Linked DNA regions of Sus scrofa: regions 1, 3 and 4 are each linked to region 2. A link is a contact called in public Hi-C and HiChIP or PLAC-seq data. All regions are on one chromosome and are shown on one strand. The core of a region is the stretch at or near the end of the contact, and the rest is flanking DNA. Distances in the headings are between cores, read along the strand shown. Region 1 overlaps SH3PXD2A (SH3 and PX domain-containing protein 2A). Region 2 holds the start of SH3PXD2A (SH3 and PX domain-containing protein 2A). Region 3 overlaps SH3PXD2A (SH3 and PX domain-containing protein 2A). Region 4 overlaps SH3PXD2A (SH3 and PX domain-containing protein 2A).

The links. A called contact is a pair of places that touch in the nucleus more often than the background predicts. HiChIP or PLAC-seq counts read pairs in DNA pulled down with a chosen protein or histone mark.
Region 1: a contact with region 2 is called in an H3K27ac HiChIP or PLAC-seq map of skeletal muscle. The contact joins the enhancer-like site here to the promoter of SH3PXD2A in region 2. A contact is called at or near these places in 3 of 5 promoter capture datasets (fetal liver, fetal skeletal muscle and liver), 9 of 47 Hi-C or Micro-C datasets (alveolar macrophages, embryonic fibroblasts, epiblast stem cells and 6 more) and 1 of 2 datasets of contacts at active chromatin or transcription factors (skeletal muscle).
Region 3: a Hi-C map of embryonic fibroblasts shows a contact between it and region 2, with 2.1 times the contacts expected there. The contact joins the enhancer-like site here to the promoter of SH3PXD2A in region 2. A contact is called at or near these places in 3 of 5 promoter capture datasets (fetal liver and liver), 16 of 47 Hi-C or Micro-C datasets (alveolar macrophages, brain, embryonic fibroblasts and 9 more) and 2 of 2 datasets of contacts at active chromatin or transcription factors (alveolar macrophages and skeletal muscle).
Region 4: a contact with region 2 is called in an H3K27ac HiChIP or PLAC-seq map of skeletal muscle, with 17 times the contacts expected there. The contact joins the enhancer-like site here to the promoter of SH3PXD2A in region 2. A contact is called at or near these places in 5 of 5 promoter capture datasets (fetal liver, fetal skeletal muscle, liver and 1 more), 25 of 47 Hi-C or Micro-C datasets (adipose tissue, alveolar macrophages, brain and 14 more) and 2 of 2 datasets of contacts at active chromatin or transcription factors (alveolar macrophages and skeletal muscle).

What each region holds. Positions count from the first base shown.
Region 1 is chr14:114,531,222-114,537,827 of Sscrofa11.1, reverse strand. SH3PXD2A (SH3 and PX domain-containing protein 2A) reads left to right here. Exons shown (of 15, transcript XM_021072762.1): 11 at 2,143-2,260; 12 at 5,773-6,110. Among named protein-coding and RNA genes, the nearest start is that of NEURL1, 98 kb to the right of the region's middle. Within about 2 kb of position 3,942, at least 13 of the 83 cell types and tissues checked have an H3K27ac peak or open chromatin away from gene starts, as enhancers often do. A contact at or near this core is called in skeletal muscle, where this site is marked.
Region 2 is chr14:114,772,810-114,779,376 of Sscrofa11.1, reverse strand. It overlaps SH3PXD2A (SH3 and PX domain-containing protein 2A), which reads left to right and starts at 2,126. Exons shown (of 15, transcript XM_021072762.1): 1 at 2,126-2,688. The coding sequence starts at 2,617.
Region 3 is chr14:114,604,660-114,610,442 of Sscrofa11.1, reverse strand. All of the region lies in intron 5 of SH3PXD2A (SH3 and PX domain-containing protein 2A), which reads left to right. Among named protein-coding and RNA genes, the nearest start is that of SH3PXD2A, 170 kb to the left of the region's middle. Within about 2 kb of position 3,847, at least 6 of the 83 cell types and tissues checked have an H3K27ac peak or open chromatin away from gene starts, as enhancers often do. A contact at or near this core is called in embryonic fibroblasts, where this site is marked.
Region 4 is chr14:114,622,872-114,628,848 of Sscrofa11.1, reverse strand. All of the region lies in intron 5 of SH3PXD2A (SH3 and PX domain-containing protein 2A), which reads left to right. Among named protein-coding and RNA genes, the nearest start is that of SH3PXD2A, 150 kb to the left of the region's middle. Within about 2 kb of position 4,123, at least 12 of the 83 cell types and tissues checked have an H3K27ac peak or open chromatin away from gene starts, as enhancers often do. A contact at or near this core is called in fetal liver and skeletal muscle, where this site is marked.

The DNA of each region.
Region 1 (6,606 bases), core at 2,693-5,192, 240 kb after region 2:
GTTGATGCTGAGAAAGCTCGTGGTTGAGAAGAGCATGCTAAACTGCAGAGGCTTCCGCGGGGGATCACCTACTTTTGCTTGTTGGCAGCCTTTGCCATTCGGCCCGCAGCCCGCCGGCTCTGCCCTTGCAGCCTGGTGGGCATCTGCCTCCTGCCCAAAGGGAGCTGCTCTCTCCGCCCAGCACAGGGCTCTAAACAGGACCCTGATAATCTGGGGAAGAACGAACACATGGCCCTCTGAGCAGGGCTTGGGGTGGCAGCTGCCTCTGCCCCACTGCTGCCAGAGGCTCAGGCAGGCTGCCAGTCAGGGTCCAGCTGAGTCGGGGGTGATCAGGCAGCTGGAGCCAGGAAGTAGGGAGCAGACGTCTTAGATTCAGGCTTTCTGTATCAGCATCTGCCCTTTTTTTTTTTTTTTTTTTTTTTTTTTTTTTTTAGCATTACTTTTATTAGAGTTCCCATTGTGGCTCAGTGGGTTACGAACCCAAGCAGTATCCATGAGAATACAGGTTCAATTCCTGGCCTCACTCATTGAGTTAAGGGTCCAGCATTGCCATGAGCTGTGGTGTAGGTTGTCAGAGTCTATGGCTCCCGAGTTGCTATGGCTGCACCGTAGGCTGGCAGCTGCAGCTTCGATTCAACCCCTAGCCTGGGAACCTTCATATGCTGCAGGTGCAGCCCTAAAAAGACCCCCCCCCAAAAAAAATTTACTTTGATTGCCTGTTTTTCTATTTTCCCTTTTTTAATTTAAATTTTTTGGTTTTTTTTGGGGGGGGTTGTTTGTTTTGCTTTTTTAGGACTGCACCCATACCATATGGAGGTGCAGCTACAGCTGCCAGTCACAGCCACAGCAACTCAGGATCCAAGCCAAGTCTGCAACCTACACTACAGCTCATGGCAATGCCGGATCCTTAACCTACTGAGCAGGGCCAGGGATCAAACCCACAACCTCATGGTTCCTAGTCAGATTCGTTTCCACTGCACCACAACAGGAACTCCTAAAAAATTTTTGTTATAGTTGATTTACAATGTTCTGTCAATTTCTGCTCTTTTGATCTCAGAGAATCTCCCACTAAGTGCCCCAGCTCAGCCCCTTTCCCCTATCAATGCTTTCTAGTCCCTTTGGAGGTCCTGCTGCATTCCAGGCCCTCAGCCCCCAGGGAGGATCCAGGTCAGAGAGGACAGCACAGGTTCAACCTCCCTGGAAGCCTGAGCAAAGAATCCAGTGGAGGTACAAGGTCCCTGCCAGGAGAGAGGCAGAGGGATCCACCAATTGCCCAGTGCCACCCCCACACACTAGCTCCCCAAGCTCCTCCTCAGCCCCCACAAGGTGCCTGGGACCTTGAACTAGGGTTTATGGTCCTATCGTGAGACCAGAGCAGAGGTTCCACTGAGCTGTGTTGTCAGCTCAGCATGCCGGCCTCTGAAGGCACCTGGGCATGGTGGCCTGCTCACTGGAAGGCCAGACAGAGCAGGGGATTAAGGGTTGGAGTGGGAGAAGGGCCAGGAGAGCAGGTTTGAGGCACAGAAATATAGCACCTTCAGGGAAAAAGGGGATGTGCCACCAGACATCCAGGAGACACCAGGTCTGTTCTCAGACATCCTTTTTTGGCTGCCCTGAGGCACATGGAGTTCCTGGGCCAAGGACCAGATCCAAGCTACAGTCATGACCCAGGCGCAGCTGTGGCAACACTGGATCCCCAACCGCGCCAGGCTGGGGATTGAACCCTCGTCGCAGCACTCCCAAGATATCACTGATCTCATTGTGCCACAGTGGGAACTCCTGTTCTCAGGGTTCCTGACTCAGGTCTCATGAGTGCCAGGTTATCTGTAGCCCTTTCCTCTGCCCAGAGGGGGTTTCCGGGGCCCTGAGGACTCCAGATTCCAGCAGCCTGTCTGATGTTACAGGGCCAGGGAAAGGCAGCTCTCTGCTGCCTGGGGCTTGCAGGGCCACCTGAGGCCCAGGTTGGCTTTGGCATATGTGGGAAGTAGCTGTGGGGCCTGGTCGCTTCTATTCCCAGAGGCTGACCCAGCGTACCCTGGCCCCCATTTAAGTGAGGCCAACCAGGGGGAGGAGGTGGCAGGAAAAACGACCCGCACCCTGACCTCAACTAATTGTGCTTTCTTGCTTGGCCCACACCCACAGAAGAGAAGTACGTCACCGTGCAGCCTTATGCCAGCCAAAGCAAGGACGAGATTGGCTTTGAGAAGGGCGTCACTGTGGAGGTGATCCGGAAGAATTTGGAGGGCTGGTGGTACATCAGGTAGGAGCCCCCGCAGAGGAAGGAGCGAGGTGCTTTCCGGCCACTCCGGCCGCAGGCCAGCCCTGGGCAGCACAGTGGCTGCGGACCCCAGCCGGCAGGTCCATCCTGATAGCAGCTTCGCGCCCACGGCCTGGCCTGGGTGCTCCAGCACTGCGCAGCAGAGCAGCTCTAACAAAGCTCGTCTTGCAGACCCCCTCTCAGCACACACAAAGCAGAGCCTGAGCTGCAGCCAGCGAGGCACAGGGGCCTCGGCTCAGCTTGCAGGCAGTGGTGCAATCCCTTCGCGAGCATCTGCCAAGAGGGTCCGGCACATCTGAATTTGGTTTTCTGCGTCCGACCTTGGCTGCTTGGCGGGCTCTGCAACTCTGGCCGCCTGGAGCACTGGTGTCCCCAGCCTTTGCTGAGGTCCCAGCAGGCAGCCCCTGCTGCCCCCGGCCCAGCCTCAGATGCAGGCTCTGGACTGGGCTGCTCCTCTCTGCAGGGCTGCTTCCCCTGGGTGTGAGAGCTGGGGCAGAAGTGAGGCCTGAGCCCAGACCTCGTTCAGAGGCCTCTCGCTCTGCCCTTCCCTCTCCTTGGACCTAGTCACACTTCCCAGCTGAGAAACCCATTTGAGGGTACGGTAGGGGAGGGGGGAGCTTCCTGACACTCCTGGAAGCAAACTAAACCGGATGGGCCTCACTCATCTCTCCCTTCCCAGGCCCTGCCCCCAGGCTCTAAGGTTCCTCTGGCCCTGGGCTCCCAGGCCAGCCAGCACCCCCAGGGGGCTTTGCTCCTAGGAAATATTTCTGGGTCCTTCAGAAGCAGCTCAGCTGTGATAATGTGGTCCAGTTTCTCTTCTCTGCCTGTAACCCTGAAGACAAGAGATGGTCCCCTGTTGGGCTGTGGGCTGTAGGGACCACCTCCCCAGCCTCCCACACCTCGTAGCCCCAGACCCACTATGGGCAGGAGGTGTGTTCTGAGCTGTCTCCACCAAGGGGATTGACTGGGGTAGCCAGGCGCTCATAAGACAGTTGCTCAGAAGGCAGCACATGGTAGGGTGAAGATTGGTCTCTGCTGAGGGTAGGATGAAGGTCATTGGCCACATAGACTTGAACCTTCATGTGGCCTGACAGGACAGAGCCGCCCCCGCCCCCTGCACACCAGTCAGGGGGCTGAGCTCTCCCTTTCTGTCTTGTTAGGTCAGACAGGACTGTGTGCCTGGACGTGTTTGCCCAGATTCTCTGCCTCTAGACTTTGATGGTCTCTGAGCAATGGAAACTGGAGCCAAGCCCCTCAAAGCAGCCACCACAAGTCTGCATGTGGACGCTAGCGAAAAGGCGGGCTTCTAACCTAAACCACTCGCCCAAAGGTTATCTACAGGGCGGTGAGGGGTTTTTTTTAGTTTTCTGAAAGGACCAATAAAACCACTCTGAGCTGCTTCATCCAGTCAGCCCTCGTCCCTGTGGCTTAGCCCTTCTGCCAGCGGAAGCTTCAGCTGACAAAACCCTGCTGAAAAGGTTCCACCTTAAGAAGGCTTCCAGACACCCCCTTAACTATGCCGTTTCCCAGCATCCCAGGCTCTGTGTTGATCCTCATTTCCTGTCGTTCTCCTCCACCCCCACCCCCCACATACACAGCCTCCCTCTCTCCCCATCCTCCTCCCTTTCCAGTTGGCTTCCCTCTGGAGTCATTCCGTGCTCCGGAGCTGGAAAGCAGATGCGAGCAGAGTTGGACCCGAACACACACAGCCGCTCCTGATTCCCTTGCGCCTCCCCGCCTGGAATCTAATTTTATCCGCGTAACACTGAAGGGGCACATCAGGGCCTGTAACAGGAGCACTCAGGACAGTGAGCAGTCCTGGCCGTCACTCCCCTGAGACTTTGCTCCCCATCTCTGCACGCTGTGCTCCGTGGCCGCCAGAGTCGTCTTCGTCTTTGCTCCAAGTTCTGGGCCAGATGCTGCCAACAGCTAGCTGTGTGACCCTCTGCTTCTCGCTTTGCTTCTCTGAGCCTTGATTGTCGGCTCGTATGTAAGATGAGGCATCATCACGAGTTGCTCTTGCCCACCTCTGAAATTCTGTGCTTCTGTCTGCCCTGCTGGCTCCCTGACTTCTATCCGTTTGTTCACTGAGGTCTGCCTTCTGAGCTCCAAAACGGGGGACCAGACGGACAAGCGAGGGTCAGCCTGCCATTTGTGTGACGTGAACATGAGAGACCACCTCCTGCCTGAGTTTTCCTGCAAAGCTCAACACCTTAGAAACTTTAACTTTTACCTTTTTCTCCCCACAATGAACCCCCCAGAACAAGGTCAGATGGGAGGCAGGGGGGTGGAGGGATTGTCAGACATCTGGCATGGAGGAGCCGTTCCAGAGAGCCAGCCGTGTCCCAGGGAGCAGGCGAGGACATGGCACCCCAGACTCCGGGGCATTGGCCAGCTATGGCTAGACCAGGCAGTAAGCTCCCGGTGGGTTTGGGTAGAAGCTCAGCATCATGGGGGGGAAAGGGAAAAGCTTGTTTTCAGAAGTCAGCAAATCCCCTAAAATTAAGTCAGCCCTGTCATTTGCTTTTCGCTCTTGTTTATGGGTTTTTGGTTTTGTTTTTGTTTTGTTTCCTTTTGTTTTTGTTTTGCCATACCAAAGTCTTTAATTTTATCCAGTCATGTGCTTTATTTAGTCTTTTCATTTATGGTTTCTGCTTTGGGAGTTCCACTTAGAAAGAATTTCTCAACCCCCAAGATGAAGCCAATATTCGTGACTTGTATTTTTAATTTTGTTGTACAGTCATGAGGCCAGAGTCTCACTTGTTTTTTCTTCTCACTGGATCGTCGGTCGTCCCAAATCACTCATTGACCCCACTGCTTTGAAATGTCACCTTGCGCGTTGTTCTGTTTGTGGGCTTATTCTGTGAAGTTGGTTTGTCTGCATCTCCTGCAGTGATGCCAGTTCGTCCCCTCATGCGGTCACTCTTTATAGACATCTTCCCAGTTGGTCTCAATGTGTCTGCCCATCTGGATAAATGTCTGCAGCTACTCTCTCCCAGCATTTTGCAGAAGAGAAATAATGGAGCTTCAGGATAGGCACTGGTCCAAGGTACCATAGACCAGACCTCGGGTTTCCTAGCTCCCACCCGTCCTGCCCTTTCACCTCTCTGATCCTTATTTCCCTCTCCAATTGGTCATTTAACTCTATACACCTTCTCATGTCTTAGCTCCAAGAACTGCCCTCTGCTGTGTTGAGGCCATTGCAAAGCCTACTTTTTTGGGCAACCCAAAATTTGAGGCATCTTCTCATCTCAAGGTCCCATGTTTGCCTGACTTTGCAAACTAGGAGAGTCCACACCAAGAGGGATCAGGCAAAGAGCAAGAGAGAGGAAGACGTGCTGTTCTAGGTGCCTTTCCACCTGCCCTCAGTTCTCATTCTCTCCAGAATAGAGGCTTTGCCCAGTGTCTTGTGGAGCACAGCTGGGCAAGGCCAGATGGAGCCTGGGGCCCGGCAATGGGGCTCTTGTGACACCTTGTCCCACTCCTCCCCGCAGATACCTGGGCAAAGAGGGCTGGGCGCCCGCTTCCTACCTGAAGAAAATCAAGGATGACCTGCCAGCACGGAAGAAGAACCTGGCAGGCCCCGTGGAGATCATCGGGAACATCATGGAGATCAGCAACCTGCTGAACAAGAAGGCGTCTGGGGACAAGGAGACCCCCCCAGCTGAAGGCGAGGGCCCAGAGGCCCCCATCGCCAAGAAGGAGATCAGCCTGCCCATCCTCTGCAACGCCTCCAACGGCAGCGCCCTGGGCGTCCCGGAGAGAACCGTCTCGAAGCTGGCCCAGGGCTCCCCGGCTGTGGCCAGGATTGCTCCTCAGAGGGCCCAGATCAGTAAGAGCCCCACTGACCCCGGAGCCTTTAGGGAAGGGGCATGAGGTGCAAGGGGAGCTGGACAGGTGTGCGTGGTTCCCCCTGTCATTCCCTCCCAGAGATGCAGGCTGACCCCTGACCCCAGCCTCGCTTTGCCAGCTTGTCTCATGCTAATCTCAAGCGTGAGGAATTCCCATTGTGGCTCCGTGGGTTATGAACCAGACTAGTATCCATGAGGATGCAGGTTCAATCCCTGGCCCTGCTCAATGGGCTAAGGATCTGGTGTGGCCATGAGCTGTGGTGTAAGTTGCAGACGCATCTTGGATCTGGCATTGCTGTGGCTGCGGTGTAGGCCAGCAGCTACAGCTCCGATTTGACCCCTAGCCTGGGAACCTTCCTATGCCTCAGATATGGCCCTAAAAAGCAAAAAAAAAAAAAAAAAAGCCTGGACAAGGCAATTCCTTCCATGTCCTCCACTGAAGATAAACTGCATGAGTATATGAGCCGGCAGTGTTCC
Region 2 (6,567 bases), core at 877-3,376:
CTTTTTCTATTTTTGTGGCTACATCCACAGCATATGGAAGTTCCCAGGCCAGGGATCAAATCCAAGTCACAGCTGCAACCTATGCCACAGCTGCAGCAATGCAGGATCCTTAACCTACTGTACTACAGCAGGAACTCTTTCATCTGTTTCTTAATGTCAATAAGTACTCAATAAATCCTAAAATTCTAGAATTCTAGAGAAGAAATTTTATTTTATTTATTTATTTGTTTGTTTACTTAGTCTTTTCAGGGCCATACCCACAGCATATAGAAGTTCCCAGGCTAGGGGCTAAATTGGAGCTACAGCTGCTGGCCTATGCCACAGCCACAGCAATGCCAGATCTGAGCCACGTACAACACAGCTCACGGCAACGCTGGATCCTTAACCCACTGAGGGAGGCCAGGGATCGAACCTACGTCCTCGTGGATACTAGTCAGAGTCCCTTCCACTGAGCCACGACGGGAACTCCTAGAGAAGGCATTTTTTAAAATATTATTTATTTATTTATTTATTTTGTCTTTGTGCCTTTTCTAGGGCCACTCCTGTGGCATATGGGGATTCCCAGGTTATGGGTCTAATGGGAGCTGTAGCCATCAGCCTACGCCAGAGCCACAGCAACACGGGATCCAAGCCGCATCTTTGACCTACACCACAGCTCCCTGCAATGCCGGATCCTTAACCCACTGAACAAGACCAGGGATCAAACCCGCAACCTCATGGTTCCTATTCAGATTTGTTAACTACTGAGCCATGACAGGAACTCCTAAAATATTTATTTTTTAAATGTCAAAAGCTGTACATGCTAATTATGAAAAAATTATTTAACTCAAAACTATCTCCACAGGTGTAACTACTAAAACTACGAAGAGTTTGGAGTGTACATAGGGAAGAATCTTAAAAGACCATCCAGTTCAGCACCCACATTTCAGAAGTGAGAACCTTAAAGTGACTCTAATGCCTGTGGTATGAAGTGATTTGCTCCAGGTCACATATTTGGATAGCAGCATCATTTGGTGTTCCAGCATCCTTCCCCAAGAAAGTTGGAGGGATAGTGGGGGTACTCTGTACCAAGCAAATGTGTGAATGAAGTCCTAGATTGCTACATGGGTTCCGACAGTGCAGAGAACAAAGTATTGGTACGATTATGTTGTCAAACTCTTGGCGTCCATTTCAGATGCTTCACATTGGTCCACGGCCACAAAGCTTATTGTGACTGTGAAACAATAGGATTAGTTGTGAAAATACTACTTCTTTAAATATTTGAAACTAGAATGCAAAAAAAAATGTTGAAATAGATGGGGGGGTGATGTAAAATTGCATTAAATAGCAATTGTGTCCCAAGTCCAGGGACAGACAAATGATTTGGAAAGTCTGTTTTTCAGACCAGAGGGAATGGTGGTGAGAAAGCCAGAGTCTGGGGTCAGCTCATCACTGGCCCCCAACCCGGTGGATTTTCCCACCACTGTGTGCTCCCTTCCCTCCTCACAGGCCTGAGGAGGGTGGGTCCCCAGGAAGCTCTGGGTTTAAGGCAGTGGTGTTATGCAGCTTTGTAACCTCACTGGTAAATGATATCACAGATTGGTTACCAGGCCCAGATCGATGGACAACTCGGGCAGCAGATCGATCACATTTCCGGGGAGAATTTACCCTTTGTGACCCGCAGGGGGGCAGGTGGTTCCTCAAAACAGGCTCTGGCTTGAAGGATTTAATGCCGGTTCCTTCCCCATTCCTTGTTCAGCTCGGAGGGCCTGGACAGTAACAGCCGAGTAATAACCTACTTTTTCATTAAAAAGATGTGGGAGATAGGAGTGGGAGGGGGCCGTAAAGGTGAGGACAGAATGGCAAAAATCCGCTCCCAGAAGGAAAGCCAGGGTAGAGGCGCGCTGGGTTCACTTCCCCCCGCCCCTCCTCCCTCCGAAGCCACCCTGAGTTTCGGTGCCGGGGGAACTAGCACAGCGTCGCGCCAGGCCGCTGGCCGCGCTCTCGGCGCAGTGGGGGCGCGCGAGCCTGCCCTGGCCTCTCCGGCCAGGCAGCAGCCCCCTCCCCGTCGCCCCGAGCCCCTCCCCCGGGCCCGGAGCCCCTCCCCGCGCGCTTCCCCTCTCTCCCCTCCCTTCCCTTCCCTGCCTGCCCGGCCCTGCCTCCGCCTCCTGCGCCCACAGCCTCCGCGAGCGCCGAGCCCCCCGGAGCCGCAGCGCGGCCAAGGGGCGCCGCTGGCCCCTCCCCAGCGCGCTGTCAGCAGGCTCTGGGGCCCCCGCCCCGTCCCCTTGCCCACGGGACACACCCCCGCCCCTCCTCTGCTTCGCCAGTTCCCGCCGGACCCACCGGGCGGCGGAGAGAGCGGGCGGGCGAGCAGAAGAGCCGCGGCGGCGGCGGCGCGGGAGGGAAGGGGCTCGCGGCAGGCCCACCGGGAGCCACCCGGGCACACGGAGCCCGCGTGCCCTCCATACCGTCTCCGCCCAGCAGCCGTACCTGTGGGCGCCAGAAGCCCGGGCAGCGGCGCGCCGGACCGGGGTGGCGGGTGGCCCCACAGACCCGGAAAGCGGGGGAAGGAGCCGGAGCCCGACCGGGATGAGAAGGTGACGCCGCCGGGGGGCGCCACTCGCTTTGTAGGGGAAGATGCTCGCCTACTGCGTGCAAGATGCCACCGTGGTGGACGTGGAGAAGCGGAGGAACCCTTCCAAGCATTATGTGAGTACGGCCCCTACCGACCCCTGCGGAGGGGCTGGCCAGGAACCCCCAGAGGGCCCCCGGTAGCCCTGTGCCCCTAACCGCTGTTGAGTCTAGAGCCAAGTGCCCATAGGGCAGCCGTCAGTGATGGAGTTTCTTCGCTGGGCTCTGATTTCCAGGGAAGCCTTTTCTGACCTTCCTCCACTCCCCCCAGGCCCGTTTTCTTTTTTTGGCATTGGAATTGGCAAGTGGCTGCCCTTGTCTGTTACAACGGTGAAGTCATCTGTCCGCCTGAGCTTTGATGGATGGGGGTGGGGGGGAGCGTTCGTCAAACCCTCGCTGGGCAGCTCCGTTGGGAAGGAACATCCTCCCGGTCATCCCAAGGGGTTCGGGTCGCTCACGCTCACAGACCGAGATGCTTTCAGAGGCTTGCCCTGGGAAAGGAAGCCTCGCGCAAGCCCCCCACTTTTGCTCTGGTCTCTGCCTCCCTAGGCCTGGGTCTGGGGTCAGAGGGAAGCCGCCGCGCCCCATGCCCCACCTCCACTCTCAGCCCCGAGCTTTGGTTTCCTTAAAGTCATTGTGTCGGTCGGTGTGAGGAGAAATGTGGCTTTTCCTTTTATCCCTCCTCTGGACGTGACCCTTAACCGGGTTCATTTCCTCTTAAGTGATGCTCCATTTCCAGACAGGAGGCGGCAAATGTTTGCTGTGGTCTCCGAGGAACAGCCGGCCGCCCCTCCCCCTTCCTTCTTCAAACTTAATGAGAAGGGGCTAGAGTTGATTGAGCCGAGCTCCGGGCCTGTGGGACGGGTCTCCCTTTCCTTTCAGCCCGTCCTCTCTTCCCATCTTTCCCACCTTAGGAAGTAAACATTGTCCTTGACGCCTGAGGACTCCAGTCTGAGCAGCTTTGCCGCTGTACTTGAGATAGGAGAGACGGACAGCAGGGCACCCAAAGCCTAAGGACTGCATCTTATTTGCAAATTAGGCACTTAAAGGAACATTTAAAATGAATGCTCAGGAGTTCCGGTCTTGGCGCAGTAGTTAACGAATCCGACTAGGAACCATGAGATTTGCGGGTTCGGTCCCTGCCCTTGCTCAGTGGGTTAACGATCCGGCGTTGCCGTGAGCTGTGGTGTAGGTTGCAGACGCGGCTGGATCCCGCGTTGCTGTGGCTCTGGCGTAGGCCGAGGGCTACAGCTCCGATTCAACCCCTAGCCTGAGAACTTTCGTATGCCGCGGGAGTGGCCCAAAGAAATAGCAAAAAGACAAAAAAATAAAAATAAAGTGAATGCTCAAAGCATTAATTTATAACAATTAAAACAGGCTGTTGGTTGCAGCCCTAGACAGTACCTTGATCCCTGAAATGCCTTTTATTTCCTTTTTGGAAGGGGACTGGGATTTGTGCTAATGTCAGCCTCAGGCTACTCTTTCTGTCTTTATCCCCAGTAGCTCTGACCTTTGGGTTTCTTTATAGCAAAATAAATGGGTATGGGCTCAGTTTGGGGAGAAGGTAAACCAACCGGACAGAGAGGTGGGTGCTGGTGGAAGAGTTGTTCCTTCTGTGTTGCTGGCTCCGCAAGCGTCTAAACCTGCTGTTTCAAGAAAGCTCTTTTTGGAGGACTTAGGTCACTGAGTGGTCACCCTGCACTGGGGACAGATGTCCATTTGCATATCCCAGCACTCCTTATGATATCAGCCTTCCTAACTTCTCAAATGTTGCAGGCTAAGTTTTAGGAGTTCTTTTCTAGTCCTCTGGGTTGGCACTGCTTTCAACAGATGGCACTCTCTGCTCTGAGACCCAGGCAGGTGCTTTTCCCGGCTCTGGCTTTTAGGCAAAACATCAAATCTTGGCTTTGACCAATGATGTCCAAGATTACAGATGTAGAACCTACTGGCAACAAGCCAGGAGTGTTGCTGAAGCGACCGGAGACCCGCTGCAGTCAGTGTTGAGAGATGGTTACTGCTGAGGCTCTGACTTAGAGGCTCTTGTTTTAAGCCTGGCTCAGCCACTGACTTCGGGCGAATTATTTAACCTTAGTGGGGCCTCAGTTTCCTCATTTTAAAGTGAGGATAATAATAGTATCTACTTCATAGGGTTGTCTGGAGAATTAAATGAGATCATCCATGCGAAGCACTTAGGAAGTTCCTGGCACATAACAAGCACTCATTAAATGGTAGCTTATGATGGGCATGATTCTGACTAAGAAAGCACTTTTGAAAAGCAGCTATTAATGGTCTGGCAAGAAGGAAGAAAGATTTGGGGTTTTAAGATTGATAATAATTTCTTCTATGTGAAAAATACAAAAGAAGTCCTGTCCAGTTTCCTTGAAGCAATCATTTCCTGCCTTTTTATGGATAGTGTTTTCCGGGATGTCTCCGCTTCCCATGCAAGAATCAATGACATTATGTTTGGGGCCGGGAGTGATGTCACCGAGCAGATGGGGCCATACAGAGTTCCGAATTCAGGTGGTGGGAAGGAGTTAAAGGAGAAAGTGTTGTGGAATTGTGGAGCTGGCAGGGAGCTCATTTTACAGATGAGGAAACTGAAAACCAGATGGGGTAAAGTCATTTGTGACACAGCTAGTCACAGCACCTGGGTCTAACTGGCCTTCTGCCCATGGCGTTGTTCAAGGTTGGAGTTGACAAGGGAGACAAATGTCTGGTGCTGGCAAGAGGTTCCTGCACATTTGGGGCATCCATAAGGAGAGGGGGCCGATGGTAGACAGTGTTGGTGGGGCCAACAAGGCAGGAGGAGCAGGTCGGGGCTGGGCTTCAGAAGCTCAGCATCGCCTCCTCTCTTGGCCTTTGCATGGTGGACACCACATACCAGAAGGTCAAGTGTTCTGGGCACTCTGCAGAATATACTGCGCCCAAGTCACGTATGTTCTAGAAGCCCTGTACGTTGAAGAAGCATGCCTTCTTCCCGCCTCTCCTCCACTGGTGGTGAATTCTGAGTCTGTGGTTTGGCAAATTGCAGAGCAGAGAGGCTTTCTGGGATGTGCACGTGAGCCAGAGCTAGCTGATGAGAGGCCTGGGGCCCAAGCAGGAGGGCTCTGCTGGCTCCAGGACGCTGGGAACACATTGCAGAGGTCTTCTCAGGACATCCAGCGAAAGGAGTGCTTGTCCCAGTGACGAGGGGGAGCTGCCTGGACACTGAGGGTCTTGTGCTTTTGGTCTGTTTATGAAAGGCAGGCAAGTGACCTCCATGGTTTGGGTGGTGCTGTCAGCCCTTCCTTCTTCTCTGCCAAGTCCCTTCTTGGGGTGGCTTTGGAGGTAGTGGGCAGCTGCTGCTTAGGCCAGACTTCCTGCGTGGAGTTGGGCTCCTCTCTTAGCTTTTACGTGCTGCCCCTGGAGAGATTTAGGTAAACTGGTTTTGGCTTCAGACCACACTTGTCTTCCCAATGGTCCTGATGGTGCTGGATGCAAACTGCAGGTAGCTTTGCTAGAGAACTTTCCATAAAGATATAAGGTCCGGTTCACAGAATTCTTTGCACCCACGTGCATGTGTATGTCAGGTCAGATGATGGTGGAAAGGAGCTCGTGCATCTAAAACAAACAAGAGTTTGTTTGTTTGGATTTGGGGGGCGTTGTGCTTTCACAGTCATTTCCTTCCCTGATTGTTTGTTTCAGACAAATACCAGTCCATGAATCTTCTGATCCTCTACAGGGCTCTTCAGGGAATGCAAATAATAGCTGGTGTTAGCAGCAGTTACCATGGGTGGTGCCAAATGCTTAATATGCAGGATTTCATGTGATTCCTATAGTTCACTGGGTGTCCCCTCATGTCCCCCAATGTGGGGTAGGTTCTTTGCTTCCTTTATTTGGATGGGTGAGCTGAGACTTGGGGAGAGTAGAGGTTGCTCAGGGTCTCCCAGTGAGTACAAGCCAGATCTGGGTCAACTC
Region 3 (5,783 bases), core at 2,598-5,097, 170 kb after region 2:
GTCCAGTCATGGTGAGAAGACAGACAGACAGACAGACAGTGCTTGGTCCTTTTGCTGTGGGGGAGGGGGGGAGCAACGGTAGAGATGCTCTGGGATGTTCGGGAAGCCTGCTCGAGGCCTGGGAGATTTCTGGGTCTGCGATCGCCCTGGCATGGGCCTCTCTGGGCCACAGCTGGGGTGAGGCGTGGGGGGTGGGGTGCCAGGACCTCTTCCCTCCCCAGGAATTCAGCTTTGTTGCCCCGGGGCAGGAATTCCGGCCTCTGGACTGTCCGAACGGTCACAATGGGGCCCATTCTCAGACCCCTGGAAAACATGCCCCTGTGGAGAATGACGGATTCTTGTTGGACACAAGGGCCCTCAGTGCCACAATTTAGATCAGAGCACAGATGGGGGCAAAGAACAGATCCGCGCCCCCTCCGTCCGACTTCCCTGGAGGTCGCTGCCCCTCACGACCATGCCGTGCAAAGACTCTCTAAAGCCAGAACAAAAACCCAGAGAGGGGTTCGGCGGGATGGAAACCGCCCACCGTTCTCCAGCCCTCAGCTGACCTGCACCCCTTCCCTCAGAGCCTCCTTGCTTGGATCCTGGGCCAGCAGGCTCGGTCTCACCGAGTGTTAACAGCCTGTGAGGACCCTCAGAGGGAACGCTCGGGGGAAACTGAGGTCTCAAGAATTTGCTGGTGTTTCTAAACCTTTTTCTGCCATAGTAAGAAATTTCCCATCACAACCCAATACAGATAGACAGGCAAGTCGATAAGGAGACAGACATCTGAAACCCATGTTTCACAAAACAGTATTTAACTTTACCACGGTGACCTGGTGGCTTTGTTTCTTCTACCTTTCCAAAATGCTTGTTAGGGAGTTCCCATCGCAGCGCAGCGGAAACGAATCTGACTAGGATCCATAAGGATGCAGGTTCGCTCCCTGCCCTTGCTCAGTGGGTTAACAATCCGGCGTTGCCATGAGCTGTGGTGTAGGTTGCAGATGTAGCTCGGATCCAGCGTTGCTGTGGCTCTGGCCTAGGCCGGTGGCTACAGCTCCGATTCGACCCCTAGCCTGGGAACCTCCATATGCCGCGGGAGCGGCCGAAGAAATAGCAAAAAAAAGACAAAAAAAAAAAAAGAAAAGTACTTGCCCATGTCCCCTGGCCGCTGAAGGGCTGAGGGGCAGAGCCGGGCGCAGAAACTGTCTGTTGACCTTCAGTCCCAGAATTGTCACAGCCTCTCTCCAGCGCCACCTCTCCCCCAGCTGTCCAGCTCACCTCTTAACAAAAAACCTTTCTCCAGCCATCTGACCCCATCAGTCCCCAATTCTGAAACCTCTTAGATTTCATAGATGGACATCAAAGCCCCCACCCCCAGCCTGGTGTTTCCCTGCCTGTCCCCCTACTACTCACCACCCCCCCCCCAAGTGGTTCAACTCTTCCTCTTACTCCTCGAACTTTCCCCTCTCTACCCTCTCCATGGATCCAAACTCCCCTGATCCCTCCAGGTTCAGCTCAGGGCCTCCTCCTCCAGGAAGCCGGCTTGGATGTCCTGCAGCCCTGAGAGCTCTCTTTTCTCTGCACCTGGAGGATAACCTCTGCTGTGACTCTCGGCATGGATTGGCTCAGAATGTTAGCCTTCTCACTGTGCTGTGTCGTTTTGTTCCCCTAATTTCACCCCAAACTTGCAGGCCAGATGCATGTCACGTATTTCTTCCATGTCAGCACAGGCCTTCATGAGGCAGCCTCCCGCAGGAGCTGAAAAAGTGCTGCTTGGTTAACAACAGCAGTCAAAACCATCAGCAGCAGGAGATATACCTCCAGGGCTCCACATCACTCCCCCAGCCAAGGTCGCATACCGGTGCCCCCAGCCCCCATATTCTAGGTACCACCCACGTCCTCAAGACCACTTAACTCTCAAGGTCACCCACAGCCCTCTGGCAACCCAGCCGGCTTCTTGAGTAGTTCCCAGCAGCCGCAGGCTCTGCAGACAGGCATCCTGGGCCGAGCGGCCAATGTCAGCCAGCAGACAGGAGGGTGAGAACATCAGGCTGGCACTGTGTGCGTGTCCTTCTCTGCCAGGGCACTTGCTGATGGGAGTGAGGGACGGGGGTGGCAGGCAGCGGAGGGCATGGCTCTGGAGCACTAGAATTCCACCTGCCAAGGACTCGGCGCCCTTCCACAGAGCTGGCTCCAGCCTGTGCTTCCTTTCCCAGCCTCTCCCTGGCCTCAGGGGCTCTTCCTGGCTTTGCCTCTCACTCCGGGAACCTTGACCAGCAGCATGGCCACCTCTTTTCCCCAGCGAGAGAGCCTGCTCTGCTGTTTGTGCCTCCTCTCCCTGGTGGACCTCGGCACGGGGCACCCTCTGGGTCAGGAATGCCAGTGGAGCTTCCCCAGGCCGGGCAAGCCACTGAAGCCCTCAGGACCCCTCAGTCTCCTCATCCATAAAGTGGATTAACACCACCTCTGCCTCCTTCAGAGCACTGAAGGGCAGATGCCTGTCGGGAATGTTGAAGAAAGGGCAGAGGGCGGGGAAGCAAAAGCAGGTGGCCGAGACGCAGGGACTGTGAAATGCCTTAGCCGCCCCCTCCCTCCAGCCTCTCCCTCTTTTCTGTCTCCAACTCCGGCCCCTTCGCTGGAATGTCCGGGGAAGGAGCACAGCATGTCTCACCAAGAGAAATGAAAGGCGGTGGGGGGGAAGGAAAGCTGATCCTTCTGGGTGCTGTTAGCACAAAAACTCAGAGCCCTTCACATCTCTTGGTTCAGGGCTCTGAGCATTTGCTGCTCCTGGGAGGTCAAACGCATCCCAATAAAGAAATCCAGGGCTTGCCAATTCCTGTGGGTCAATGTCACCCTGAAGATATGATTATTTCCAGATGAGCCCTGTTCAGATGCTGTGTGTACAAACCAGCTTTCCCCCCGTGGACAGCACCAGACAGAGACCAGCGCTGGTTTCCAAGTCTGTCAAAGTCCAAAACTCTGCCTAGGGGGCTGGGCTCACCCCTGCGTGGCACTGTGCTGTCAGCTTCATGGTGGGGTCCTTAAGAAGAAGGCCCTTCCTTTGGTTTTAGGGGGTTCTGCCAGGGTCCAAGTTCAAACAGGTCTTTGCCATTTGCGTAGCGACAGAGGTGGGGTCAGATCCTGTCATTTGCGTAGCGACAGAGGTGGGGTCAGATCCAGGCATGAAAGAAGAATAATTTCTACAGCATTTTCTGTGCTGGGCACTCTGTGAACCCCTTTATGAGGACTCTATGTTTCATCTTCCCCAAATGCTCAGGGGTTGGTACAGTTATTATCCTCACTCCACAGACAGAGAGATAGAGGCTCAAGAGGTGAAGGAGGTAGCTCAACTGACCACCCGGCAAGCAAGCAGTCGAGAGTTGAAGTGGGGTCTCCGCTTCCTGCACCTACCCTCCCTCTGCAGACAGCATCATCCTATGAGGAACGGCCAAGACATGAACTGTTTATATCCCGTGGTGGGGGTGGGGTGGGGGGAAGACTCAGGAGTCCCTGTTTAAGTGGGGGATGGATATGGTCCTGGGTGGAGGAACCCTGCTCCTTTTTCTCCCAGCCAGGCCTGACCTATGGACCATCTGGTGACCAACTCTCCTGGTTTGTCTGCGACCTTCCCATGAGTCCTTAAAGTCCCATGTCCCAGTTTGCCCAGGATGGTTCGTCACTGTACCTGTGGTCTTGGTCGCCCCTGGACCAGTTGCAGAAAAGGCCAAGTGGCCTGATGGAGCCACGTCAGGACAACCTGGGAGGCCTTTTCAATTACATTAGCTTCTGGCAGCGCCAGAGGGAAATGCTAGTCCCCGCCTCCCCTCCCTTTCTCCTTCCTCTGACTCCCTGGGTGATAGTGATTCAGCAGCAAGTGGGAAGCAGGCTAGACTGTGACCTACCAGGAGTGGAATCACCAGTGGTGGGGGTGGCTGTCAGCCCCAGCTCAGGGCAAGAATTGGAGCAAGGAGGGGAGGTGGGTAGGGGGTCTTGGGTTGATGGGGAACCAGACTCCAGCAGAAGGCCTGCTGTCCTGCCCAGGTCAGGACTTACTGCAGGGCAGTGGGAGGTGGATGCCCCCCCCCCCCCCCGCTCCATGCCCTGGTATGTGAGGGATGGGGGAGTCCCAGCCACTGGATACCTAAACTGCTTCTCACCATATTCAGCGGCTAAAAATACAAAACGGCTTTGCTAAAAGGTGCCCGACCTAGAGGCCTCCTACTAGGGCTGCGCCTGCTCGGGCTGGAGTCCAGATGCCGTGTGAAGGATTCCTACGCCTGCCATCCCACCATCCAGTCCCAGCTTGGCAATCCCACTGCCAGGGTCTCAGCCTCCATCCATTAACCCATGGGTTTGCCCTCCTTCCCCTGCACCCACTGGTGGCAGCATTTGGGGATGGGTCTTGAGCCCCAGAGCAAGGCCTGGGTTCTTGGCCACCCAGGCCCAGCCTCACCTACTCACTGTGTGACCTGGAACAAGTTGTCCAGCTTCTCTACCTTTGCTGTCCTCACCTGCAAAACAGGGAGACCACGGGGTCCAGAAGTCCTTGGCAGGACGGGCTTGTACTCTGGTTGAAGGACCGGCTGGCCAGGGGATTTCTCTGGAAGCATTAATGTTTCTTAGGGGTGGCTGGTGTCCTGATGGAGATTATGGTACAGGGACTGGAGGGTCTCTTGGCCCCCCTCCTGCTCACGTGTCAGGGTCATAGTGATGGAGGTGGACACTGTGCTGGGCCTGAGGTTCTCAGCCAACACTGGCCCAACCTCAGAACCCCAAGGTGCTCATCGGAGATGCAAACACTGGGTTAGGTGAGGTGGGGTTGGGGCCCCACGTCTGAATTTGTGCCAATCTCCCTACATGATCCTGTTGAATGACCAGGTCAAGAATCACTGGCCTGGCCTGGCACAGAGCAGACCCTCAGCCCCCTGGGGAATTATGCGCCCCTTCCCCCCACCCCCAGCGTTAGTGTGCTTCTGTCACACATGGTAATGACCTGCTGTCTCCCCTCTGGGGCTGTTGACAAGCTCAAAGAGGATCCTGGGTAGCCACAGCTGCACAAACAGAGGGAAAGAGAATGGCCATCACTGCAAGGAGGCCACCCCCTGTCTGGATTCCGGGGAGCCAGGGGATGGGCAGTGGGCCATTGTGGCCCCTGGCCCCGAGGCTTCTCCTGCAGGACCAGTGGGGAAATTGTGGGGCAGGTGGGGCGGTTCCTCCTTGTCTCCATTCCCTGCCCTTCCCCAGGCCCCACTCTGCCAAAAAAAAAAAAAAAAAAAAAAAGCCTTGAGAAACATTCTCTCCTTGGGAGACTCAAGCCTGCTGGGCAGGACGCAGTCTCCGTATAATGCTCTCCTCCTCCTTGCTGGGAACTCTCCCCACAGCAGAGCTCACAGGGCACAGCCAGGCTCTTCAGACGCGGCCTTACCCCTTACTCCCTTCTGCTCTAGGGAGGTGACCCTGGCTCAAGCCTTCCCTCACTGCCTGGTAGGGGAAGGGGACATAGGAGGACCCTCCCTTTTGGAGGCAACAGATTCAACAGATTCTCCCTTACTCCATCCGTGAGACACTTTCATTCGGGCAGGTGGGCTTATGAACCACAGCCCTTCTCCAGCTTAGATGACCTTGGGCAGTGGCTGAACCTCTGTTTCTTCATCTGTAAAATGGGGATGATCGGATCTCCTTAGTGTGAATGTGAAGATTGACTTTTGTCTTTTTTGTTGTTGTTGTTGTTGTTGTTGTTGCTATTTCTTGGGCCGCTCCCGCGGCATATGGAGATTCCCAGGCTAGGGGTCGAATCGGAG
Region 4 (5,977 bases), core at 2,874-5,373, 150 kb after region 2:
CAATAAACTCATGTAGCCCTGTTTACAGAGGAGGAAACTGAGGCCTGTGAGATTAGGGGAATGTTCCCAAAGTCATGCAGCTGGTTAGGTATGGGATAGGCGTGAGACCTGAACCCAAAGCTTTGATTCCTAGTGGCCCAGAACTGGCTGATGTTCTATCTTAGGGAGAAGTGGGGACCCAAGCAGACCTTTTTTTCTTTTCTGGAAGCAGGACACTCTGAGCCTGTTAGTCAAGACGACCCCCCTGGTCATACTGGTTTCTCACGCACGTGCCCAAACTCCATCCTAAGGGCTGCCGTCTCTTGTTCAGAACACTACCCTCACCTATGCTCCCCAGAGTAGCTTCCCAATAGAGAGAAAAATCCAGTTTTCACCCAGGAGCTGATGAGCGGAAGAAGGAAGCCGAGGAAGAGAACTGGGTAGAAGAGAGGTTGGGGGAAAGGACTGAAGGGGATGCTGACTGATCCTCTCACTCCATACATCTGTTCCCCAGATCTTAAACACCTGTTCCCTGTTTTTAAAATACCAGGTTGGGCAAGAGAGAGAGGCAGATGGTACAGAGGGAAGGGAAAGAATAGTACAGAGGACTTGTCTGGGACAGGTGGGAGGCAAGGGGCCATCTGGTGATGGGGAGGAGAAAACATGCAGAGAAGGGTGTGTGTTGCACAGCTCCAGGGATGCTGTCGTGAACAGTGCTTCTCTGTGAACAGTGCCCATAGAGGTTGTAGAGTGCGCAACCTGCACACCCGTACATGGCAGTCCTGCTCAAAGGAATCCTCTTTTTCCCATCCTTTAAGACTAAGAGCCTACCATGGCCTAGGCCCTTTGGATGAGGAAAGCATTATCCAGCTCAGAGGCTGACCTGGTCCAACAAAAGACATTATCTTTTTCCTGGCTGCCACAGGCTTAAGAAATAAGCAAATGCTATGAACCATCAGAAACGCATCTCAATGTGGTTCACAGTGTGGAGCTGTTGAAAGCCACAGAGAGTGGGATGCATGGTGTTGAGCTCACACCCCACCTCTGCTACTTACTGGCCGCACTCGTCTACCTGCCTCCTCTCTTTCTCCTCTGTGAAAAGGAAATGGTGCTTAATCCCTGATCTTGCTACCTCTAAAATTATCTTGGAAACTCAGATGCCTTGTGGGCTGGGCAAGAGCTTTGTAAACAACAAAATGTGATGCAAATGTGTTTTCACCAGTGGGAAAAGCATCGATCTCACTGCACCTCCTATGTGTCAGGCCTGTGAGAGAGGTTTGCACCGGGAGTTACATATTCTTATCCACACACGTTATGATAAGGAAGCAGGTGCACAGATGGAGTCAGGACTTGAACCCAGATTTTTCTGGCTCCAGAGGCCCATACTCTTTCCACTCCTCCCACCTACCTCCCTGGTTTGGGGAGGAATCAGGGGGACCAGGACCATGGTCCTGACACCTCTCAGTGTGCCCTCTCTGTCTGCCCTTCTCTGTGCCCCCTGCCCCAGCCTTCCTCACTCTCCCAGGGCAGAGGAAGGCTCCTAAGACCGGCAGCAACATCCCCCTTCCCCCGGCCCTGCCAGTCCCCAGCAGTGATGGCCTCTCAGAGCCCCTTGTTCTTCCTCCTTTCATGGGGAGAGGAGATACACCCCTCCCCAGGTGGGCTGTCTCTGGAGTCATATGTGATCATGTGCCCAGAGGAGGGGAGAGGGGTTGTTGCTGGTGCGTGAAGTGGCAGGTGTCCGGCTACAAAATCCCCTCACCCTGCTTTGATTCATGCCTCTAAACCATTCTCTGCCGCTCACCTTAGTAAGCTGGCCCTATGTCACCTGTTGACCTGCACATTAATGGCTCTAGGTTAGCCTTTTGCCCCTCCCTGGAAGGCGCTCGAGGAAGTGTGCAAACCTGGCTCAGCGAGACCGCTGAGTGTTGGCGAGGGAGCAGGTGTGGCTTTGTGGGGCAGGCTCTGGGGTCCAGGCCCACAGCTCAAGGTTCCATGCTCTCTGACCATTTGCCCAGGCTCTCTGTCTTTTGTGCTCCCATCCTTGAAAAGAGAGAATGCAGGATCTCTGGAGCGGTCCAGGGGGCTTATGGAGACACCACATGTTCTGAGATAACCCAGCCGGTGCTGTTGGTCCAGCACCATAAGAAGTGCCTAGCAGTTTCGTTCATGGAAGGTTGTGGAACAGAATGGAATGGGGCTCAGCCTGTGCCCTGCCTCTGCAGAGCACAGCCCGGCTTTTGCAGGGAGGAATCGGAAGCATTGGGCCTCTGAGTCACCATGGGAAGGGGGCTCATCTGCCTCTTTCTTGAGGTGGCACCGGCCACCTGGGCCAACTCACAACTCGTTTGGCAGGACCCCTCCAGCATGAGACAGGCCTGGCTGGGGCTCAGGAGACAGGGTCAGCCGCAGCCTCACGGTTCCAAAGGGCTTTCCTGCCTTGGCCCCTCTCAGCCTCCAGGTCCTGACAGGTCCGTGCTCACCATGGAGCCCAGACCCAGGGGTGACTTGGGCTGACAGGCTGACATTCTGTCAGCCAAGTTCCTGCAGCCCATCCCTCTCAGGGCTGCTTGCAGGTCCCCCGACCACCGTGCACCTCCCCCTTCCATCCCGAAACATAAACACAGGATCGAGTAGCAGCGTATTTTGACTCTGGGGCGACTGTGGAGGGGCTTATCAAATTATCAAAGCCTGTGGATTTAATTGGAATTTTGCAGATAACCCTGGCCCCTTTCAAGTGTGCTGCTGCGGGGCCTCTGAGCATTCTCGGGGGGCTGGGCGGGGGGACCACAGCCTTTTCCATCTTGAGGGGAAGACAAGGCTGCAAGAGCCCAGCCTGGGGAGCAGTGGGCAGCAGGCCCCGGCCCCTCGGCTTTGATCCCAGGCTGCTCACTGGCTTCTGTGGGTAGAGAGCGGGGCCCACCTCTGAGCTGCTAGCTGTTGTTCTAGACCACCGGCCCCACACAGAAAGATGTGCTTTATAGACGGTTGGTGAGCCTGGCATGGGCGGCCTTGGTGGTTTCGCCTGCTCATGTGGTTGCCCAGGAAGGTTGCTTCTCCCCTCGTGCACTGCCCCCCGCCCCCAGCTCAGGCCCCAAACTCAGGCATTATTCTGGATTCATCTCTCCTTCACACCCCTCCATCCCACTTGTCCACACATCCTGTGGCACTGTCTTTGGAATATACCCAGACCCTGACCACATCTCACCGCCCCTGCTGCTGCCACCCCAGGAGGGGCCACGCCATCATCTCTCCCTGGATTCTGGCCTGACTGGTCTCCCTGCTTCTGCCCTTGCCCTCTGTGGTCCCTTTTCAACCCAGGGGAAGGGACGATCCTTCTTAAATGTACGTCAGATCAGGTCATCCCTCCGCTCAATCTCCTCCACGCCTCCCGTGTCACTCAGAGCCAAGGCCCTGCCCCCCTCCCCACCCCAGGTGGCACCTCCCTCCTCTCCTGCCTGGCTCTGCTCCAGCCCCACTGGCCTGCTTGCCGCTTCTACACCTTCCAGCCATGTTCCCGCCTCAGGGCTTCGCGCTGGCTCTTCCCTCTGCCTAGAACACTTGGCCCCTCCCCAGGAGAGCCCCCAGCCCGGTCCCTCCCCTCCTTGCATTCTCGACTCAAAGAGCTGACCGGCAAGGCCATCCCTGGCCTTCCAGTTTAAAATCCCCCATCACTGACTCTCCCCATTCTGGCTTCATCTCTTTTCACAGAACTTATCACCACCTCCCGGGTGACCTGTTTCCACCCTGCGTTGTTGTTGGTCCAGGAGAGCAGGAGCTTGGACCTGATCTGGTCATGCCGCATCCCTGGTGCCCAGATCAGGCACTTAGATCTGCCAGCTGGGTGACCGATGTCACTCAGGCCTCATGTTAGTCCCCCACAGGCAGTAGGCTAGGCCGTGACTGTAAGGAGGGCTGAAGTGGCTCCCTGAGGTCACCCAGCCAGCAGGTGACAGGCAAGAGAAGCTGGCGATGATGCCTCCTCGCCTCTCCCATGTGGACTCTGGGGCAGCCTTGTGGCTGGCTCGGGGTGGGGACGGCGCTGGTCACCAGATTCTGAAGGAGGGGGATAAGGACACACCCCTGGAATCCGAGGAGGTGCAGCATAGGGCAAGTCTCATGTGGTCCTGAGCCTTAACTCTGACACCCAGATGAGCCTAGCCTTGTGGAGGCCCCACCCCAGCACCCTGCCAGCACCCAAGGCGACCCCCTGGGCTGTGTACATGGCCTACCCACCCAGCGTCCTGGGGCCACACCTGCCAGCCCAGCTCTCCCTGGCTGAGTTATGTCTGAGCACTAGATAGCCCCTGCTGGGCTGCAGGCCAGGGAGGCAGGCATCACCTGGCAGGGTTTCCAGAGGCACAGGAGCCCCCAAGCAGGGGTCCCTCAGCTCTGCCACTCCTGTGGCGTCAGTGATAACAAACAGGAGCTAAGGTTGGCAGGACGCCCACCCCAGTCAACCATGTGAACCAGCAAATGCCTCTTTTTAATCAAGTTTAAATTCACAGCCAGTTGAAACAGTGAATCTGAAGTTTCTAAAGAGCCCTCTAGGAGTTCTCATTCTGGCTCAGTGGGTTAAGAATTTGACTAGTATCCGTGAGGATAAGGGTTCAATCCCTGGCCTTGCTCAGTGGGTTAAGGATCCAGTGTTGCTCTGAGCTATGGTATAGGTTGCAGATGTGGCTCAGATCTGGCATTGACATGGCTATAGTATAGGCTGCCAGCTGCAGCTCTGATTCAACCTCTAGCCTGGTAACTTCCATATGCTGCACATGCAGCCCTAAAAAGTAAAAACAACAACAACAACAACAAAAAAAAAACACAAATTTTAAGGAGTTCCCATCATGGCTCTGTGGTAACAAATCCAACTAGCATCCATGAGTACGGGGGTTCAATCCCTGGCCTTGCTCAGTGGGTTAGGGATCCATCGTTGCCGTGAGCTGTGGTGCAGGTCCCAGACACGGCTCAGATCCCATGTTGCTGTGGCATAGGTCGGTAGCTGTAGCTCCGATTCAATGCCTAGCCTGGGAACTGCCATAGGCCACGGGTGTGGCCCTAAAAAGCCAAAATAATAATAATAAAGTAAATAAATAAAAGGCCTTCTACAAGCCCTGTCCTTAGACCCCCAGCAGGACACACCTTCCTGGGAGGAAGGTCTGGCTGAGGTGCAGCCCCGTGAGGCCTGAGGGCCTGAGACTGGTCTTCCTACCTCTCCAGCTCCTGGCCCGCCAGCCCCACCCTCATTCTTAGATGACCGCACCCGAATGCAGCCAGTGTCACCAGCCTCCAAGCCCAGGCCTGGCCGTTCCCTCTGCCTGGAGCACTCCTGTTCCCTCTCCCCTCCCACCCCAGACGGAGTCCTGCTCAGCCCTCAGTCTTTCCAGGGAGGCTCCCCAGAGCCCACAGCCTCAGGCATGGCGCTCTGTCTGTTTATGGTCTCCCCCCATTGCGGGAACCCACCTCTCTGGACCCCTGGGCCTGGCACCTGGCAGGTGTTAGCCAAACCACATCAGGGCTATTTCCAGGATTAAAACTTGCACTGCCCGCTGTCAGACTGCAGAGTGACCAGCACTCTCCACCTCAGTGGAGTTAGGTTGCAGCCTCCCTTTGTCACCTGACGTCGTCAGCGCTCTGCTCTGGGCCTGAGCCTGTGGGCAGGTGGCCATACACGCATTTGGCCCCATGCCATAGAGGGAAAGATAGGCCAGGGCTGGGTGGGTGCCTGCTCTCGTCACATCCCCCTCATGGACCTGCCACCAGTCCCCTGCCCCAGCAGCACACAGTGGGCTCCTGTAGTTCACTTAGGGTCTTCTGCTCCCTGCCACCACTCTGAGTTCTAGGCCCCAGCCTGTCCCCTTGGCTCGTTTGTTCCCTTAAAGCCAGCCAGATCCTGGGTAAATTCTTAAAACTGCAGGGGAGGGACAGGGCCTCACTAAACAGGTTTTTGTTTCTCAGCCCCAGGGCCACAGAGCCACCCTCTGCTGTGGCCTAAAACAAT